Regions from separate parts of the Zea mays genome. Here region 1 is linked to region 2. A link is a contact called in public Hi-C data. All regions are on one chromosome and are shown on one strand. Each heading gives the region's core, a stretch centred on a gene start, on an enhancer-like site or on the middle of the called end of the contact. The rest is flanking DNA. Distances are from core to core; before and after follow the strand shown. Region 1 holds the start of LOC541641 (histidine kinase 2). Region 2 holds the start of LOC100193727.

Region 1 (4,412 bases), core at 1,730-4,229, 200 kb after region 2:
GCTTGTCCTCCCTGAAACATTGCATGTCTCCCCTTTTATAGCTAAGGGGGGCACGTACAAGGGTACTGAGCCCCGACATGTGGGCCCAGGAACATAACGGATGTGGTACATGGATCTACTAATGTTCGCTGCTGGAGCAATCTTCCTTCGCCCTGTCATTCAAGATCTGCGCAGTATCGGCGTGCAGGGGAAGCTTCTCGTATAAGTGATGATGGGCACAGTGCACCCCGCAGCACGGGAGCACTATTTGACAATGGACTGGACATGCACGCTGTCTGCAGGATGGCCCTGGCGCCGCCTGCCAACGGAGTGGACAGGACACATTAAATGCTGAGGGGGCACATCACCTGTCAGTAGGGTGGATAGGCGGCGCGTCCTCTCCACAATAAATGCAAAGACCGCGCGGCCCAGAGGCCTTACGTCAGGCTCCGCCCGCTGGCTTACGTCACGGGCAACAAGCCATGTGGCAGCATCGGGTCTCCGCCTGAGCGGGGAGCGCAAGCGCACAGGATAAGGCCTGGACACGTGTCAGTACCGGACCCTTGCTTAGGCCAGGGCATCCCCTGTCCCGGGACCTCGCTGTGGGTGGCCCGGACCTTACTCAGAGGGATCCGGACCCCATCCAAGGGACCCGACACACTACTTGGGAGTCCCGAACCGTATTCGGGGGTCTGGGTTGTGCGTACAGGGGTCCGGCGCTTCCTCGCGGAGGTCCGGTCCAACTGATTGCATCCTGGGATATATCATCTTTCCTGGTCACGTGGCGCCTCTTGAGCCGTCCACATGGTGGGGTCGGGTGCTGTTCACCGCGCGGTTAGAGATCGCCGCACGGGCATTGTGTCTTCATACTGTAGTAAGGGGTACCCCTGATTCAGGGTACCGATAGTCCCATATAATTAAAATAAATTAGCCTTCACAAAAATAAATAGAGCACCAAAGCAAATCTTTTTGAAATTCTATAACAAGAAAAATCCTTGCTCCAAGATGAATGCATCACATAATTCAAACTCTATTTTGAAAATAACTATCTCTCCTCTAATGGTTCTTGCCAAAAAATCAAATTGACTCTAAGGGATAGTCTAGAGGTGTTACACAATATTGATAACTTCGCCCAAAATGAATCCAAACATTGTATTCTGAGAGCGTATATCTTACCATATCAATAATAATCTTATTCTTCCTTTCAATTATACCATTCTGCTCCAAAGTATATTCGGTTAAAAATTCAAGTTTGATATCCTTGTCATCACAATATTTGTCAACTCTTGCATTTTTAACCCTATACCATTATCACTTCTAACTTTATTTATGTTATTCTGAAGTTCATTTTGAGCTCTTTTAACAAAATACTCGAAGGTTTCATATACACTTGATTTATCATGAAGAAAGAATATCCAAGTGAATCTAGTGAAATCAAACACATCCTTCAGTCTTTTGACAGGATTACACTTAGTTGTATACCACGGGGGCTTCAAACCATAGAATTCAGGGTCCGACCACTCTCATAATGAGAGGTTGGGACTATAGGAATTCGAGGGCCAGTAGAGGGCCTCGAACCTCTAAGTGATGTTAAGTGCTCTAGGGGACAGACTGCCCTAAGCACTCGTATCCTTCATAACGTCCTACGACACGAGGGCCCTAGGGACTTAAACTCATGAGCATCTCGGAGCATGAGGGATCCTAGGGAGTTGATTTGCTGATTAGAGACTCGAGCACGATGGTCCTTAAGGACTTAGATTGTTTTGTCCTAGGACGTCTCAAGGCACTAGGGGTCCCAAGCTGGCACCGAGTCTCTTAGTGGCTTTTTATGAGATTTTGTGGTGTAGTTATTCTTTCGAATATCGAATGATGTGTTTTTATTCCTTTGCTCCGAGGCCTATGGAGTGATGAAGGTGATTAAGTACAAGTTAGTGAGGGGTGCACGACATGACGAGAGGATCAGCTCATAAGATCAAGTATAATAAGGTGATGTAGACGGAGTAAGATATCTCATGTCAGATTTATGGTGATGCGGAAGAAAAAGAAATAAAGAGAGAAAGAGAACATGCTGATCATAATAGCCAGCTGAAAGCGGGCTAAACACAGTCTTCAACATAATTTGTGAGAGTAAGAGATGAACCAAGTATTAAACATATAACTTATTGACTAGACTTTTAGCTAATAGTACATGACATGACAACATTATAACCCCTATTATAAGCTATATTATTAACCTTGCTCTAACCATAAAGCTATCTACAGCTAAGTGTGTATATGGACGTGTAAAACACAATTTTTACTATAGTATGTACTGTTTACAGTATCAAATATGAAACACGGAATGTTGTAAGGAGACTACTGAAGATAATCTAATAAGGGGAAGGCCCATAGAAGAGTAGGTCCGGGGAAGATGAGATTGCCACCTGCATGTGAAATATTTAACTATTTGATATTGATATAGACATCATTTCTCAGTCTCTTCGCTTCGGATTAAAGCTAGATATTCATACCGCTGCAGGTGTAATACACAAATATAAAATACAGTAAAAACCGTTTTAGATTAAAGCTAATCCAACAACTTGTCTATGTCTGGTAGTTTTATTATGAGAACTAAAATTTGCTATGGTAAATAGTAACCGGTCTACAACTTTGTCATTATTGCCCCACTGGCAATGATTAGCAAAGAGATATGATTGAAGGTAAAGCTGATTTTTTACATATCCCTCCATTCGAAATAGGATCTATGTGGTGTATTCATTTGGCGTGACACATCAGCGAAACAGTAAAATTATAGAGCATAGAGCAGTTAATACTATCTGTAGCAAATTTACACCTGCCACCGTAAAATAGAGATACGAAAACTCCCTATCGACGATGACAAACGGCTTGCTGGCCTCTCCTACTGTTGTGACTGGTGCCACCTCTCCTTTCCCTTCTTCCTCCGTGCCCCAATCCCTCTTCTCCCCTCGACCAGCCGAGAGAGCGCCCCTACCGCAGCAGCTGCAGTGCTGCTCTGCTCTGCTCTGTTCTGCCCCCACTTCACCCTCTCGTCTCACCCCGCCTGCAGCTTGGTCGCTTTTCTCCCCAGTCTCCTCCCCTCCACCCTCTCGTCTCGTCGCACCTCACCTGCTTGGTCGCTTTTCTCCCCCAATCTCCTCGTCTCCCGCCGGCACCAATACCATCCTCTGTCCGCTCGCTGTTGCTGTTGCTATTCCCGTCCGTCCCGTGCTTCTACTCGCTAGTCGTTTCGTATTCGTATCCTCTCTCCTCAGCCGCCCTGCTCCCCTCCCGTCCTCTGGTGTCTGGTCAAACCAGCGGCTCCCAAGATTTGCCGCTGCTTCCTTCCTGGAGAAATCAAGCCTGTGCGGCGAGAAATCAAGAGGAAGGGGGAAGAGAGGGAGAAAGAGAGAGGGGCGGGGGTGGAGGAAAGAAAGCCTGCCCCTTGCGGACGTGCCTGCTCCCTCGGGGGCATTCAATTGGAGCCAACAGTGGGCGGGTGGGCGGCTGCTACAGCACGGCGGCCTCCATAAATTAGCTCCCCGCGTTCCGGCCCCTTCCGCCCCCTGTCGTCGCACCCGCCCCGTGTCTCCCCCGATCGGTCCGTCGATCACGCGGACGCCCGCCGGAGCATGCGCGCCGCGGGCCTCGGCCGCCGGAGAAGCAGCATCAGCCGCCGCGCCGCCGCCGGCGTCCGGAAGGAGATGTAGCGCTAGCTCCCCGACCCGCGAGGAAAGGGAAAGGGGAATGACCGTTACGGCGCGCGGGAGGAGCGGTGGAGCCGGGATGGGGGAGAAGGGCGGCGCTCCCGGGCTCGGCTTCCTGAGCCTCGATCGGATGCGCGTCCTCCTGCCGCCGCTCCGCCTGCCGGAGAAGCTGTCGGCCAGGACGCTGCGGACGCACCTCTTCACTAACTACCGGATGCGCAAGGTGCGGGACAGCTCCAGCTGGCTCATCCCGCTCTGGGTCAGCTCTTGGGTCCTCGTCGCCTCCCTCATCTACCTTTGCATGAGCTACCAGGCCGTCGGCAAGCGCCGGGAGTCTCTCGCCAGCATGTGCGACGAGCGCGCGCGCATGCTCCAGGACCAATTTAACGTCAGCATGAACCACCTCCAGGCGCTCGCCATCCTCGTCTCCACCTTCCACCACTCCAAGACACCCTCCGCCATCGACCAGGTAGGTACCCTGCTGTGCTGCTATCCTAGGGAGTGTTCCTTCACCTCAATCTAAGGCTAAGCAAGATTTCTTCTCCCGGGCGTGACGAAATCCATCTGACCGTTGCTGCAGAAAACGTTCGCGAGGTATGCGGAGAGGACGGCGTTCGAGCGGCCGCTGACGAGCGGGGTCGCGTACGGGGTGCGGGTCACGCACGCCGAGCGGGAGCAGTTTGAGCGCCAGCAGGGATGGAGCATCAAGAAGATGTACTCCTCCAAGAC
Region 2 (4,301 bases), core at 580-3,079:
TCGTCGTCTTTCGGAGCCGAGACCGAGTCCGAGCCTTGGGGTCGGGCGAGGCGGAGTTCGTCGTCTTTCGGAGTCGAGGCTGAGTCCGAGCCCTAGGGTCGGGCGAGGCGGAGTCCGTCGTCTTCCGGAGCCGAGGCTGAGTCCGAGCCCTGGGGTCGGGCGAAGCGGAGTTCGTCGTCCGAGGCCGAGACGGGGGCCGAGCCCTGGGGTCGGGCGAGGCGGAGCTTCCTATGGCGCCCGAGGTCGGACTTGGCTGCTGTCAGCCTCACTCTGTCGAGCGGCACAACAGTCGGAGCGACGCAGACGGCGCTGTCTTCTTGTCAGGTCGGTCAGTGGAGCGGCGAAGTGACTGTGGTCACTTCGGCTCTGTCGACTGAAGAGCGCACGTCAGGATAAGGTGTCAGGCGATCCTCGCATTAAATGCTCCTGCGATACGGTCGGTCGGTGTGGCGATTTGGCCAAGGTTGCTTCTTGGCGAAGACTGGGTCTCGGGCAGCCGAAGGTGTGTCCGTTGCTTGAGGGGGCCCTCGGGCGAGATGTGGATCCTCCGGGGTCGGCTGCCCTTGCCCGAGGCTGGGCTCGGGCGAGGCGAGATCGTATCCCTTGAGTGGACCGAGCCTTGACCTTAATCGCACCCATCAGGCCTTTGCAGCTTTGTGCTGATGGGGGTTACCAGCTGAGATTAGGAGTCTTAGGGGTACCCCTAATTATAGTCCCCGACACTCCCAATCCCAAAAGAGCAGTTAAAACAAAGCTTATTTTTCTGCACATCACCACACATGTCTGATGACACACTAGACACATCTAGTGAGTTTTACGTCAGCTAGCCATTGTGAACTAGTCATTGCTAATCATTGAAGCCTAGGTAACCGTTGCGACACACATATTCGATAAGCTATACCCAACTAGGTTGCATTTGCAACCCTTTTTGAGCATGTTGTTCGGTGAATGATCTGATGCATCATCGGACACGTCCAATGCTCTATCCAATGTGACATCTGGTATACTTGTTAGGTTTACATATGCGTTTGGTGTACTTATTCTTCAGCCTAATTTTTAATAGACACTGCACCTGTCCAGTGCTAGCCCGTTTTCTATGTATTTGTGTTTCTTGTGTGGGCTTATTACATCTTATGTCTTGGACTCTTTTGCATGATATTGATAGATCTTTAATAATTATTCAATGTCTTGCTTTAGAGTGTTGATCTCCTTGATCATTTCGTTGTCTTCGTTCATCCTTTGGACTATAATAAACAACACTAGCAAACACATTAGTCTAAATAACTATATTGATCATCAAATACAAAAAAAACTTTAATTAAATAGGCAACAATCCATTTTTTGTTTAGGCTCTCTAGAGCAAGGCCATCAGAATAGTAACCTGCAACCCGCAAACCACTCTCTAATCTACAAATTTACCTTTGTGAGAAGGAAACCACGGCCATTAATGTTTCATAAATTATGATTATAGTTTTTTTTAGTAATAGCATAAACATGTTTATACGTGTGTTATCTTGGTATTGTATTTCCCACTATAAAGTATGACCATATATTACATAGTTATATTATAAAACAATTATAAAACAAAAGACATCATTGATGCTTACTTAAACCGCACCACACCCAAACCCAACCCAACCGATGACACTAGCTATCTATAAACCCGAGCAAACAAAAGCAAACCGCACCCACACCACACGGGACGGGGACGGGAACACGGCGAGGGCGAAGCCACGCAAACGGACACGGCACGCGCGGCCTCACGCCGTCACCTGCTTCGCTGCTGTCCATTTAGCGAAGCGGAAAGGGAGGGTGCGACCGGAAGGCCCGACCCCGACCCGGAAGACGAGGTAGAGGAGGGGGCGAGCGACAGAGGCAGTGGAGGGGCGCGGTGAGGAGGCCGGCGGCGCGCGCGCGCTTGCGGCGCCGGCGGCCTGGCGATGGGGGAGGTGGCCGCGCTGCGCCAGCTCGTCGGCCAGGTCCAGGAGCTCTGGGACCTCTACGGCGCCAACGGCAACCCCGTCCCCAGGCAAGGCGAACGAGCGAACGAAAACCTCCTGGCCTCCTCCTCCTCCTCCTCCTCCTCCTCCCTCTCTCTCTCTCTCCCCGTTGTTTGGTTATTACTCCGCTCCCACCTCGCGCTCTCGTCCGCGTCCTCGCTGCCCCGCCCCCGTCCTTTATACTCCCGCCGTTCTGCCCCCGCCTCGCGCGGATCTGCTCGCCGCGCTGCGGGGGTTTGCAATCGCATCGCGAATTTGCCGGCCTCACTAGCTGATTGTTTTTTTGTCGGTTGATTGATTGATCTGCCGCGCCTGTTTGTTTCACTTCCCCAAGCAGATTACTAGGCCGGATCTTTGGGGTGCTTGTCTGTGCGCCACAGGATTTCGATCCACTGTTTTCGGCCCCTCGAATTGGTGTTACCTGCGTCCACTCCCCCCACACCCCTACCTCCTCCGCGCTAGATTTGGCACTGTTGAACGGAGGAACAGGGCGCGCGCCGTAGAAATGTAACAATCCGTATACCCTCCCTCGCTCTAGTTTTACATTACGTTTTGCTGACTTTGCTGTTGGCATGTTGGCTGTTGCTAGTTTATGTGCCCCATGGTCACAGGTTTTGGCATTGGCCCCATGCATAGGACACGATTATTATTTACGCAACCCCATGGAATCGAGACCAGGGCAGCCTCCACCCTAGGTTAGTTTAGCGAACGCGACGCCGATGATAATCTTAACATATCTCCGGTCAGTTTGACTTTTGAGCCGCGTCGTGGAGCTTTGTTGGCAAGGGGGACCAAAGCAAAGGGAGGAAATCAACTTACCTCACGTGCTTTACTGGTTTTTAATGGAGGCGGACTTGGTAAACCTGCTCCAGTGCTCCCAGTCCCAGGGCTTAGCTGGACATGCGGTGGAAACCCGAGAAGCCATTCTAATATGCCCCCTTCCTCGATGCTGGGACTCGTTCTAAGCTCTTATGCCACCGCTATTGTTCTTATGCACGCTTTGATAAGCGTCGTCGTGCTTGGCTGCTTGCTGTTTGCGATTTCTTTTCTTCACTAGGCTGTATGAGTTTGTTTCTGTGGAAAGTTACATGCCATCCTGTAGCAAGTAAAATTGAGTTCTGGCAAGCTTCTCATGTCAGGCAATGTTTCCTGGATGTAATCCAAAGAGGCCTTCACTGCATTGCCTGTCAGGCCATAAGGAGAGTATCCTCCCAGCTTCAATTTTCCTCAGATTCACATAGAATCCAGCCATTTGAGTTTTTGTTTCCCTTCACAAGAATATAATATATTATCCTCTGTATACCAAGTCTAATCTGCTGAGAAACATATGATTGGCCAGCGTTGTTCCTGATATAAACTACTTGGTTGACCATGACACCTCTGATAGTCTGATTGCCTGGCAAATAATATGAATATCACATCTTGGCTTTAGAGAGGGTTGATGAATGTTGATTGGAAAATGGATGACAAAATTGATACTTGTGCACTACAGAAAGCGAACTAGTTGATAAATTCATATTTCCCATTGGACAAGCAAGAGAAAACAGTTACAGATTAGTCATTTTTTGAGTGTAAGCATGTTGCTCCATGTACGACAACATGAATAAATCATGCATTCAGTCAAGTGATTCTGTCAAAATTATTGACATGACACTTTCATACTTCTGTATGTATTTTTGTCCAAAACAATGCTTCGAATGGTAAACAACTAAACTGGGGGTTATATATTGTATTATTCCTTTTCTTTTGCAGTTAAAAAAAATCTTGTTCATAGTTCATACCCTGTCCAGACTAATTTTCCCTTAAATAAAATGGACTAACTGGGCTATCAATATGCTACAGGTGGTATTTACCTGACTTCGAACATGGTTCAATCAAGGATGATTATTGTGGGGGAAGCTCAGGATACAACTCGGAATTACTGAAGATCATGGAAACTAACCAATCTCCCCCTTGCAAGCGACCGCGGAGAGATCGAAACCGTGAAAAGGCACCCTCCTCAAACAAAATTGAAGTCATGGAACAAGAGATATGGAGAGATTTCCCTGAAGATCTTTTCGAAACTGTCATAGCAAGGCTTCCTGTTGCTGCAATTTTTCGATTCCGCACTGTCTGCCGAAGGTGGTCTTCCCTTTTGGGCTCAGACAGTTTCTCTCGTCAGTACTCTGAAGCTCCACATGGACTGCCATGGTTCTATACAATCACTCATGAGAATTCAAACAACAATGTTGCGATGTATGATCCTTTGCTGAAGAAATGGCACCACCAATCTGTTCCTCTCAATCATACGAAGATAGTTAT

The links. Hi-C and Micro-C count contacts between places; a contact is called where the count stands out from the background.
Region 1: a Hi-C map of leaf shows a contact between it and region 2, with 4 times the contacts expected there. The contact joins the promoter of LOC541641 here to the promoter of LOC100193727 in region 2. A contact is called at or near these places in 12 of 25 Hi-C or Micro-C datasets (bundle sheath, ear, leaf and 4 more).

The regions. Positions count from the first base shown.
Region 1 is chr3:161,079,011-161,083,422 of Zm-B73-REFERENCE-NAM-5.0, forward strand. LOC541641 (histidine kinase 2) reads left to right here and starts at 2,980. Exons shown (of 12, transcript NR_158574.1): 1 at 2,980-4,152; 2 at 4,264-4,412.
Region 2 is chr3:160,875,969-160,880,269 of Zm-B73-REFERENCE-NAM-5.0, forward strand. It overlaps LOC100193727, which reads left to right and starts at 1,830. Exons shown (of 2, transcript NM_001138815.1): 1 at 1,830-2,029; 2 at 3,843-4,301. The coding sequence starts at 1,941.